Linked DNA regions of Gossypium hirsutum: region 2 is linked to region 1. Evidence: chromatin contacts called from public Hi-C data. All regions are on one chromosome and are shown on one strand. Each heading gives the region's core, a stretch centred on a gene start, on an enhancer-like site or on the middle of the called end of the contact. The rest is flanking DNA. Distances are from core to core; before and after follow the strand shown.

Region 1 (6,322 bases), core at 3,640-6,139:
ACCTTACCAAATTTGTAACATCGAGTTAAAAACTCGATCCCTCACAAAATCGGTCTCTCCAGCCCTCCTAACCACTTCCAAACATCAATACTAAACCAAATACACATAAACTAAGCATCAATTTCACATTTAAATCCATTTCACAAAAATCCAGAAAAGTGGTTCATGAAGATGATGAAATTCAAATTTCTTCAAATTATCTCACAAATCATGTTTAATCTTGATAAATAAGATCAAAAACCTTTTAATAGATCCATTTTGAGTTGGAACATACATTGATTTGTGGATTTCCTCTCAAAATTCAAGATCCACCATTAAAGAACCTTAAGCTTTTGAAGAAGATGACACTGACAAAAAATCATATAATTATCACTCAAATCATGTAAAAATGTTTCTAATCTTCACAAAAACAAGTTTAGGATTGAAGATTACCTTTGATTCGCTCTAAAGTCATTGACTGAAAATCTTGATTTAAGAAACTTGATAAATTTCATAATATTTTTTGCTACTTTTAAGAATAATTTTGGATGAATTGAGAGACTATTTTGAGAATAAAATTGGTTGGATCTTTTCTATGATAGATCTTTAAACCATGCAAGCAAAACGAAATTTATAACCCTTTAATATGATATAAATGGTGTGAAAAGTATGTTAGATGCATTGTGTTTAAAACTAAAACAACTCACCAGAGATTTCAAAATTGGGGAATTTCCCTGATGACCACTCCCACATTTCCCTTACTTTACCATTTAATCATTTCCCTCTAAAATTTTGAATTTAAAGGTTTATTTGCCAAATAAATACTCCAAAATTTCCCTTATTTTACAATTAAATCCAATTTAATTAATATTTAAATTTAACTCAAATTAACCTCCAATAAAAATTATTTTAAAATTATTTTTTGACTAAAATTAATTACTTTCACTAATAATTATTTAATTACGTTAAAAATATTTTTCTAAAAATATTTTTATTTTTCTGAATTATTGTTTAATCAATTTTAGATGAAATTAACCTTCTAAATTAAATTAAAAATTACTAGAAACCTCATAAATTCCTAGCTTCATACTCGGAACCTGAAAAATATACTGGAAACTACTAGACCTGGTTTAGGGATATTACAATACTCATAATTGAATTTGATGTGAGAGAGGCCCAAAACCCCTTATATAACATGAAGGGGGTGGAAACCCTAGTATAAATACAAGGGTGAGTCGTTCACTGCTCTCTTACCCTAAGTAGGATGTTGTTTTTTCTATTTAAAATAAACCTCTACAACTCTATTAGCACAATTTTTGAGAGATTATTATTCTATTAAAAAATAAAAAAGATTTACTCTCAACTTATAATTATATATTTCAAAATAACAATTTTATCGGTTTCTATTATAGAAGTGAGAATTTTTGTTTTCACCTCAAAAGGAATTTTTTTTCCAAATTTGTGTTTCAGTTCAATTGATTTGAACCCACACTCAAAGCAGTTCGTGGTATGAGAATAGCAGAGGAGATCATTTGGTTGAAATCTGGAAAGTATTAAGGATTTGCTTATCGGAAAACATAGGTACTATTTTGGTTTAAGGTTTATTACTATAAATACCACAAAGTGGGTCGATTTTCAAAATTTTAATTTTCCATTGTGCAAGAAAATTATTTTCAAACTAATTTTTTTCCAACAAGCTTGCAAAACTAGACGCGTTTTCTGTCCACCACCACTAAAAGCCTACCAAGGTGCCCTGCCCCCGGGAATCTTGGGTACGTTTTCATGCATGTTTTCAAGAACACTGAAAACTCTTTCAAGCACGTGTCTACTAAAATTGGTTCTGCTGAAACACATTTTCAAGTAAAGAAGACCCCTTTATTATTATTCGATGAAAATGCATATTTAAAAAACGCGTTTTGAAGCACGCACTCCCTCTCTCCTCATTCTTTTTTGCTATTAAACTACCAAAGTATTCAATACTTAGACACAAGAAAATTCGTTCTTTTTTGAAGAGTTGTATTGCGAGTGTCGTCTTCATTTATTTGGGTATGAATCTGAAGATTTTTTTTATTCTAAATATTTAATTCATTTTAAATTGAATCGAGTCAATAAGTGAAATCCATAATTTATTACAATGGTCAAATTTGCAACATGGATGTCGGGGTCGTATTTGTAAAAACTTAATCCGTGGAATTGACTTTCTATTGTACCATTCAATTGTATGAGCTACGAACTAGAATCATGAGAAAAGTTGGAGTTCAAGTCGGGGAAGAATTTTGTACTTGAAATGTAGATATCTAGCATTAGTGGACCCTTTAAGTATGAACTATTTATTATGAAAAGTGAGCTGGAGCTGGAGGCGATCGTAAATTCACATTGCTTAAGTGGAAATGCTATAATGGAGTTATATGTAGAGTTTGTCAAGGTTGATGGAGTTGGTCCATCTTCGACCAATGTTGCAGCTAAAGCGGGAATCGAAGTAGAAGCAAAAATTCTTACGACACAGTTGTGCAGTGGGTTCACTGCTTTGTTACAAAGCTCCCATTATGATGTCCCCGAATCATAAATAGGAAAACATTATTTGGTTTCAAGCACCGATTTCAACTTTGGCGACCATTACTAGTCAGGTTATAAGCATAACTCGAACCTTGACACTCGGACATGACATTCAGTCAATGCATTCGATTTCAACTTCAGTTGTTCGATGTCCTGAGGTGGAAGTACTTATATCGGTATGCCATCAACCTACATCGATTGGCAATCCGGTGCAGATGTTGATCGTAACATAGTATATAGAAGAACTGATGATTTACTCCCTACATTCGAGTCCAACAAGGGTACATTGATAGTAGATATGGCTTTCTGGCAAGTCTGTATTGCAAGTGTCATTTGCATTTCTTCGAACAAATTTGCCTACTCCTCTCCTCCACCAAAAGTAGATATGACTTGCCAGTCTAAGCCAAGGCATGATCTCCATAGATGTCGTCATGTTTGGTGTAAAAAAAGGTTCGCGAATGGGTATGAAATTCATCATATGATCCCAAATTTCGATATACTCTTTGTTGAATTCTCGTCAATTTTCATCGATTTTCCTTCGCAAATCAAGCTTGTGTGGTGTTTCGATGTATTGTTGTGCCAACGAAATTTTTTGCCTCTACTTGAACTGCCGCATCACTCGATCCGATTCGTGCATCTCCACTGTCGCGTAAACTATCAATCGCACATTCGCATCCCTCCTACTCTGAATGGCCAAAAATTCAAGCGGGGCATATTCTATGATATTCGGATCGGCGAGTATGACATCTATTTAAACTATAGTGCACAATTAGCTACAAAATTTTAAATTCCAAATCATTGCTTAATTATTATAGGTTTGAAAAATTCAATAGTTTCAAGTATTGATCTAATAGTAGCTGGATATCTTTGAACTGCTCCGGTTGTCCCACATAACTCCACCCATGGTTTCACCTACTCAAACAATATGTTAATTCCAACATATAATAAATAAACAACATTTACTATGGTTACTATATATTATTATCAAATGAATTTTACTTTGTCACAAATGAGAATGTATAAAGGTTGTCCACTTGGGGACCTAAAAATGGTAGTCGCCACCATACCCATTACTACAACATGAGCAAGTAACTACTGATTGACATCTTATTCAATTCCATCGCCTGAGACAACTCCTTGTACAACGTGGCCAACAAGGCTAAGCCCCAACTTAGTCAACCACTTTATTTAAAGTCGACTAAGTGTAGTAGGCACCTTTTGTATACCAGATTTTGAGATTTATCGAGCATTAGAATGCCCTCGATAAACTTCATAGTGAATGCTCGGGCGTATTATTCTTTTTCGATGTCAATTGTGTCCTTAGGAAGGTCTTTGAAATTATCTTCCAACCATTTCATCTCTATCTGGCCACCTTGAAATTTATTCGGCACCTTCCCTAAAAATGCCTCGCAAAGGTACTCCTTACCAAGAATGACCACTGCCCTCGTAACAATTGACCCATCCACCAGTAAGCTAAGTTGTAAAACAACGTCCTCGAGAGTAATTGTACACTAACCGCATGAAAGATGAAATACGTGTGTCTCAGGTCTCCATCTTTCCACTAACGCGCTGATAAGCGTAGGATCCAATTTAAGCCTCCGAGCATCCAAGATGCATGTAAAAATCATGCATATTACAAATAACCAAGAATTTCATTGTCTGGGCTATTTGATAAATTGTATGAACCCCTCCAAAACATGATCATCCACCTATTTATATCAACAAAATAAAATAATTTAATTTTTTTTAAAATTAAAAACTTTAAAATTAACTTAATTGAAAAACAAAATTTAAAAATTTTCCTTACCATTACCGATTGAGCGGCAAAAATGTGCTTGTAGTTGAAACGAATAATAAAACTTGTTTCGTGAAAATTTAATTAAAATGAATAATCTACGAAATAATAAAATAAAACTATAATATTTTTATACAAATATATTAGTAAATTTCAAATAAATCTTGAGAAATTTGAGAGAATTGAAAGTTTAGAGAGAATAGAGAGAGTTAAATTTAAGAGAAAGAATGAAAAATGATATGATATTTATATGAAAATGAAATAATAGTTGGACTCTTTAAAAATTTTACAGTTGTTACGAAAGCACATCAAGCTGAACGCTCTTTGATACTCTATCTCTAAAATCGATGTATTTCTCTAAAAATAGCTTATTTCTCTAAATTTTGAAAAACCATCTATTTGGCTAATTAAAAAAACGATATACTTATCATATATATATATAGAGACCTTCAAAATATATATAAGAAAACTAATAATTTTATAACTAAATATTATCATTAAAATATGATATCTTATTTTATTTTATAACTAAATATTATCATTAAAATATGATATCTTATTTTATTAAAATAAATAAATGCAGAAATAAAAAGCTATCCTTCTCTCTCTTTTTGTCTGAAGTCTTTCTCATCATTTCCTCTCGGTTTCCTCCTCTCAATATAATTTTTTTTCTGCACAAATCAAAACATTTCTTCTTCTTCTTCTTCTTCATTGTCTTATAGAGAATAACATTTTCTTTTTTAAAAAATGCCTGCTTGGTGGGGTAAAAAGTCGAATAAGAACAAAGAAGAGAGTCAAAATCGAAGTCCACGAGGCACTAGCATCGGAGTAATTAAGCTTTCGCCTAATAAACCAGATGCTACTGCCGGATTTTCCTCCGGCGACGCTGCTGGCAAAATGAAAGTGGCCGCCGCCGCCGCCGCCGATGACAAGAACAGCAACTACTCTAAGAGCTTTGATGGTGGAGGGCTTGTTTTAACCACCAGTAATTCACCACGTGCCAGCAGGGAGTTCAGCGTTGTTGTTGGTTGTAGTGGTGGTGGGTCATCCGGGTTTTCGGGTTTGGATTCGGATTCAGGTGAAAAAATAGGGATTCCTTTGCCTACACCATCCATCTCACCGATGCAGAGTGATCATGTTGTGGGGTTAGGATCTGGGTGGCATTCGGTTTCAAGTGATAGCTCTTCTGAAGATAATCAGATTGCAAATGATCCGGTTCAATTCCTTGCATACAGGTTTCCTTTTCCCTTACATGTATTGGATTCTAAATATTGAAGGATTGATTTTCATTTTTTATTAAAATCTCTGAATTAATATGGGGCAGTTACTGATAATTTTTCTTTTGGTATATAAAGCAGTTGTTGATTAATTAATAAGATATAGTTTTTTTCTGTCTTTTCTTGGGTGTCAGAGTTTGACATGTTCTTTTTTTTTAAATAATTTTATCCATATGTATTTCCTTCCTTTTGGGTCTGCCATCTGTTAATATTTTCAGCTTTTGGAACTGAAATTTCCTGTTAACACTTACAAATTAATCACTGTTTCATGTTCAGATTGAATGTAATTCTTGAATGATACATGTTGGATACTTACATCTGTAAATAATATATCATATGTCTGTAACGAGCCAAATATTCAATATTATTGTATGGTATTGGGTTGTTCACACTCAAATGAAGCATTACCTGTAATGATTTTCAAAGAGCTGACATTAACTGAATCTAGGTCCTATATTGATCCCAGAGGCCAAGGTGAACCTAGAATGAACACGAGGTCGAGAAGCCCTGGTCCGGGGTCGAGAGGAGCAACCAGCCCGACGTCACCTCTTCATCATCAATTGTCTGCGGTTAGTCTAGAGTCTCCTACAGGCAGAAAGGAAGATGGCAAGTCCGTGTGTCATAAGTTGCCTCTTCCACCAGGTTCTCCTACTAGTCCCTCTGCTGCCCTGCCTAGCACAAGAACTTGTGGAGTGAATGAAAATACACCTTTTAC
Region 2 (5,952 bases), core at 84-2,583, 44 kb before region 1:
AATTAATTGATATCTGGTTAATTTAAGACATCAACTTGATTAGCGACTTAGATAATAGTAGATTAATCTTTTTAAGAAAATTATATTTTCTAAGATAATGTCGTTGATTGTGTTAATATATCAAGTTAATTCAATCTTTAATTTTTTATTAATTAAATTATATTTACGTATTTAATATTTTCTTACAATTTAAACTATTTTTTTAATTTTTGTTTTATACGTATTGCATATGTTATTATAATTAAATTTAAACCATACGTTTTATTTTATTATGTATTAGAGATTATCCGAATTATAAATACGCGGTTTTATATACATACGCTGTGATAAAAATATTAATATTTTTTAGGATAGTGGTAGGTTTTAAAAGGGAAAAGGGTGTTGGTTTCTTAAACAGTGGAGAGAAAAGTAAAAGAGTGGATGATTTTTTCTATAAAAATATAATATGTAAATTTTCATTATATAGTTTCACTTTTATGTATGCTATTATCTGAGTGAGATTTTTAAGGGGAAGAGGTTTTTGATAAGTAAATGGAGTTACTTAACTTGTGACTCGGTTAGTATTATTTATATATTAGATTATGATATACTCACAATGTATGCTAAGAAAGAAACATTTATGACATAGGGTGAAATAGTAAAATTAAAGCTATAACTACTATGGTTTTTAGGTTTAAATTCTTTGTATATATTTTAGATTTAAATTGATTTTTGGATTTTTGGTCGTTTTTCAATTAAGTTGGTGTCTAAATTGGTGTCTAATTGATTTATGATATCAATTTATTTAGAGGCTTAAATATGGTATAGATAGATATAGACAGTGTACATATTGCCATTTCGCTTATCCCAAAAGTTTAGGTTATCGCCTCTCCGCATAGCCATAAGTCATGTGCATGTAATGTCCAATTACTCAAGGAATCAACCGTAGCCAAGAATTTGCAAAATATTAGAAAAGTTTGCAAAACATTAGAAAAGTTGGCAGCAGAATCTGGTGCCAAGGAGTTTGTATAAGACTAATAGTTGGACTTAAGAATGTCCGAGAAACTAAGTCAACTAAGCTGTGATTGCAGATAAGCCCGTAATCTAGGTGATTATTTATAGTCATGTTCAGTGAACACACTTATCTGCGTATAGTATTAATGCATATTAATTAACACTATTTTTTCCTTCCTAATGTTCTGTGCACGGCAGGTCTGCCTGGGTAAGAATGAGTGTGCCATAGAACTAACAGAAGAGAACTTCGATAAGGGCTTGTGTCCTGGTACTACTAAGAGACTTGCAATTGAAGCAGTTTGCAGCTAAAGTTACCCCGGTATATGTTCCGACACAAATGTTTTGGCTGCTTCCTGAAGAAGGAAACGGAAGAAAGCGTTTTCTTTCGGGTACGAGCTGTGTTTTATTTCCTCAACATGATGCCCCTAATTTTACTTTCCTTTTGCTCAGGTACTTTTTGTCCTTTGAGGTGTTTGCGAAAATTCAAGAGCATAGATAGACTTAGCTCTTAATATGTGGAATATTCGTTTTTGCTTTTAAATATATCGATATTGGTCAAGCATTTGGCAAATGTCACAAAATTTATTTAATTTTACACAGTTTTATATATAATTTATATTAATTTAATCCGTCTAGAGTTCCATGTTTTATTTACGAGATTGTGTAATAAAGTAGCTTTAGGATTTGATACATTTAAATATTCAAATAAATTGTTATATCTTATGAAATAAAGATAAACGAGAAATTGATAGAGCAAAAGAGAATCATAAAATTTATTGATCATGTTTATATTGTTTTTATAAAGTTTATATTTATAGGCATAAGAAGCATATATAACATAAAAGATTACTTCTAATAAACCTTAGAGTCTTAATGTATATTAAATTTATCTTGATGGATATTCATTTAATAATAAAATATTTATAATATTCTTCTTTATATGTTTTTTTGATAGATAATGTGTTTTATTAAAAACAAAACTAGTAAAATCTAGTAGGATAAAACTTCGGTCAAGGAAAAAAGTGTATAGGGTATATTTACTCCCCTCATGATAACATAATATGATATCTCAAATTCTACGTGTCCTAATATTGGATATTAATTTTTCAAATGATCACTTGAACGACCTTGTTAAGTATTTATATCATCATTTCTTTGAAAGTTATGAGTGAGAATTTTTTGGGAGAACATATTTTTGTCTCTTCAAGAGTTTCAATAGTAATAATAATAAACTTTAATCGTAGTCTATTTATACCAATACATGCTCAAATAAATTCATATAAATATTTACACAATTGTATGAAACAATTTCTTGGGAATTTGTGTATGCTTCTAGCATTTTAAATTCTTTAAGGATTTTAATATAAACTTCTACAATATATATTGTAACAATAATCATAAGACGCACGTCAAGTATAAATTGTCAGAATAATAAGATATCTAAAGTCATCCACAAAAAAAGAATATTTTTCATAATCAATGTCAGGACTTAGCGAAAACTTCATATTTTTTATTTTGTTTTCGCAAGACTAATCATTTGAATCTCACTGGCTTTATATCGTTAAATGTTTAGAGTCTCAGTCCAGAAACTTTATGAATTTAATTTTACTTGAATTGTGTTTTTTCATTTTAGCCAATGTGTTTCATGTTTATATTTCTTGACAAATTGATTCAAGATCTTCCTTTTCTTTCATTATTTTATCAATAGTATTGCATGCGAAACCGTTGTAGACAACTTTTCATTTTAATTCCACATTATCTCGTATGCATAGCTTATCGAGATTTTTTATTTTCATCATTTTCATATTTAGATATCTGAATCTCTTTTGGAGTATTAATAATTAGTTATGTCTTGGTTCTCTTTAGGAGTACATGTTTCCATTATATGATCATCTTGGTTTAGTATTTTTTTTTACGAGAGCTTTTTTGGAATCAATCAATTTATCATGCTTTAGGCATGCAACACTTTCATTTATTCTAATAGGTTGTTCTACTTAGATTTCAACACATTAGTTGGTATATAACACTTGACATTCTTATTAGGTCAATAAATACATCTTATCTGTTAACTTGCAATAAAGTGAAACCTTATTTTGAAATTTTGGTTCAAATTACTTTCTCTGAGGATTTAATTACTTTCTTTGAGGATTTAGATAATGATAACTCATCGCAATTAATGATTTCATTCAACTGTTATTTCTCTCTCCCTAATGTTGAAAAACTATCAAATTAAAATAGTAATCACCAAATCATATCATAATTAAATTTTCAATTCATTCAAGACATTTAATAATACAATAAGATTAATAATTAATATATATTCTCAAATTTCTTCGAATATCCATTTTGTGCATTGTGGTGGAGCAACTTAAACATATCTTGCACACTCAAATTTTTTTTAAAAATGGGCTTGTAATGGCCTAAATTCAAGGTTATCGGAACAATGGTTTTGTAACCATAGATCCGATTTAAAGAGAAATTTATTTCAATATTTTTGCTTGAAAATTGATATGATAGGAAAATCGTATGAAAATATTGATAGGAAAATTTTATCGATTTAGTGATTAGATAGAAAAAGAAATTATTGAAGAAATTGGGTAAAAACAAGGTATCGAGACCTCTATCTCGTAAAACCGAGTCAAAAATAATTTTATAAATATTTATGAAATGTTATTAATGTGGTATTAAAATTTCGTTAGGAAATTTTAATGTTTGGGTAGTCAATTAAATGAAAAAGACTAAATTGGAATAGGTGTAAAAGTTGCTAGAATGATTAAATAGCTTAAAAGTCTAATGAGAAAGGATTTAAAAGGCAATTAGACCCAAAATTTATTTGGGCTGGACGGCAAGGGTATGAAATCAGCAGAAAAATTGATAAATTAAGGGTAAAATTGAAATATTGCAAAATTAACTAAATAAAACTAGGACTAAATAGGAAATATCTAGATTTCTCTTCATTTCTCTTCAATTCCAGCAGCTAAAAACGCCATAGGAGGGTTCTTTGAGCTGGTATTTCATAATTTTTGCACCAAATCCAGAAGATTCAAATACAAAGCTAGATCGAGGAAAGGAAAAAGTTCGGGATTAGTAGATTTTTACTGTTTACAAACAAGTATCAAGGTAAGTTCGTGTAACTTGAATTATATTCTTAAATGCTTGAGATTGTATGTTATTGATGTGAATATGATTTGAGTGTTCATTGTATGAAAATTAATGAAACATTGATATATTTGATAAAATGGGAAGAAATCCCGTTTGAATGAAAGGAAAATTCGATGGATTTCTGAAAAGGAATTGACGGTAAAAAGGATCTAGCCCGGACGGGTGATCCTATCTTGATATAGCCCTCCCGAAGAATATGTGTAAAATGGATTTAGCCCGGACGGGTAATCCGAATTAGGGTCTGAATTTAGCCTGGATTGGTAATTCAGATCCAAGCTCATTAGAGTAATTGTCGTTGCAAGGGATTTAGCCTGGACTGGTAATCCCGACAATACTCTATGAGTTTAAATTGCAGGGGATTTAGCCTGGACTGGTAATCCCACTGCAAGGTTGAGGTTCGCGGGAGTGTGCTCTTTGAAATGAAAATGTGCGCACATGAATATGAATTGACAGACCCGGAATTGTACACTAAAAGTGTACCTCTGAAAATCCATCAAAATTCCAAGAAATTCAACGGGATAAATATGGAAAAATAACAAGGAAATGGAAATCATGGTATTGACGAGCTCATCAATCATAGTATATATTATTGGTACATGGAAATTATTATACTAACTTGAATGTTGAGTTTGTGCATATTAGGGTAATAATGCATTGAATGGATATATGGATGTTTATTGTATTGTATTGAAAATATTAGGTAAGTATAATTATTGTTACATGAGCTTACTAAGCACAAAGTGCTTACCCCGTTTCCTTTTTCCCTGTTTTGTAGTGTTCAGAGCTCGGAGGTCGGATTTGGTGGGAGACACATCACACTGTCAACCTCAGGATTTCGGTATATAAAGAAACTTTATTTTGGAAATCAATGGCATGTATAAGCTAACAAAGTAAATGTTAACGTGAAATGAATGTAAAGTTAGCCATTAGTATGGTTAACAAACCTGGTTATAGATATGTGATGACGTTATCTTATATAAATGCATGAATCTATCATGAAAATATGTTGAATTGATTTGGTTGATGTGGATTGGTCTCGATTTAATATTGCAGCGAAGGTTAGATATTTATAAATGGGCTATATTGAATATAAAAAAAATATTTAATTTGTAAACTCCGGTAATGCCTCGTACCCTATTTCGACAATGAATATGGGTAGGGGTATTACATTTATTGGTATCAGAGCTACGGTTTAGTCGGTTCTAGGACCGATGTAGCAAATACGGGATTAGCTATACATGCCATTTAAATTATTATTGATAGTGTGATATCTTCTGACCATTTAAAATGTGTTTTTCTTATAGTAATGTCATCCGACCGAGCTCAATCTGAGGAAGCTGGGAGTCATGCTCCGACTTCAGTACAAAGAGAAGAAACTAGCAGTAGAAGGCCCGAGACAGAGGGTCGAGGGGAGGAGGCAAAAACAGCATTCTTTCAAATGATGAATGAATGGTTTAATCAATATTTAAGAACTAACCCTGTAGTGCAGCATGTTCAAGCTCCCCCTCCTGCTTCTTCACCGGTTCCCGAGATCCCACAAGGTACAGGTACTGAATCTGTCAGAAAAGGGAAAGCTCCAGTAGATAAATTCGAAAATATGGGGCCGAAGAATTTCGAGCAGCAGTTGATGATGATTCTGAACGGGCTGAATTCTGGTTAGAAAACACTACTCGGGTTCTGGAGGAATTATCTTGTACACCAGAAGAATGTCTGAAATGTGCCGTCTCACTGCTAAAAGATACAGCTTACCATCGGTGGAATACTAAAGCTTCAGTTGTTCCGAAAGAAGAAATTACA

The links. Hi-C and Micro-C count contacts between places; a contact is called where the count stands out from the background.
Region 2: a Hi-C map of petal shows a contact between it and region 1, with 2.0 times the contacts expected there. The contact joins the enhancer-like site here to the promoter of LOC107931203 in region 1. A contact is called at or near these places in 4 of 34 Hi-C or Micro-C datasets (anther, leaf, petal and 1 more).

The regions. Positions count from the first base shown.
Region 1 is chrA12:140,367-146,688 of Gossypium_hirsutum_v2.1, reverse strand. It overlaps LOC107931203 (mitogen-activated protein kinase kinase kinase 3), which reads left to right and starts at 4,889. Exons shown (of 11, transcript XM_016863011.2): 1 at 4,889-5,565; 2 at 6,056-6,322. The coding sequence starts at 5,078.
Region 2 is chrA12:180,887-186,838 of Gossypium_hirsutum_v2.1, reverse strand. LOC107931214 (beta-galactosidase 10) reads left to right here. Exons shown (of 20, transcript XM_041082362.1): 19 at 1,192-1,312; 20 at 1,444-1,620. Among protein-coding and RNA genes, the nearest start is that of LOC107931214, 19 kb to the left of the region's middle. Within about 2 kb of position 1,333, at least 2 of the 9 cell types and tissues checked have an H3K27ac peak or open chromatin away from gene starts, as enhancers often do.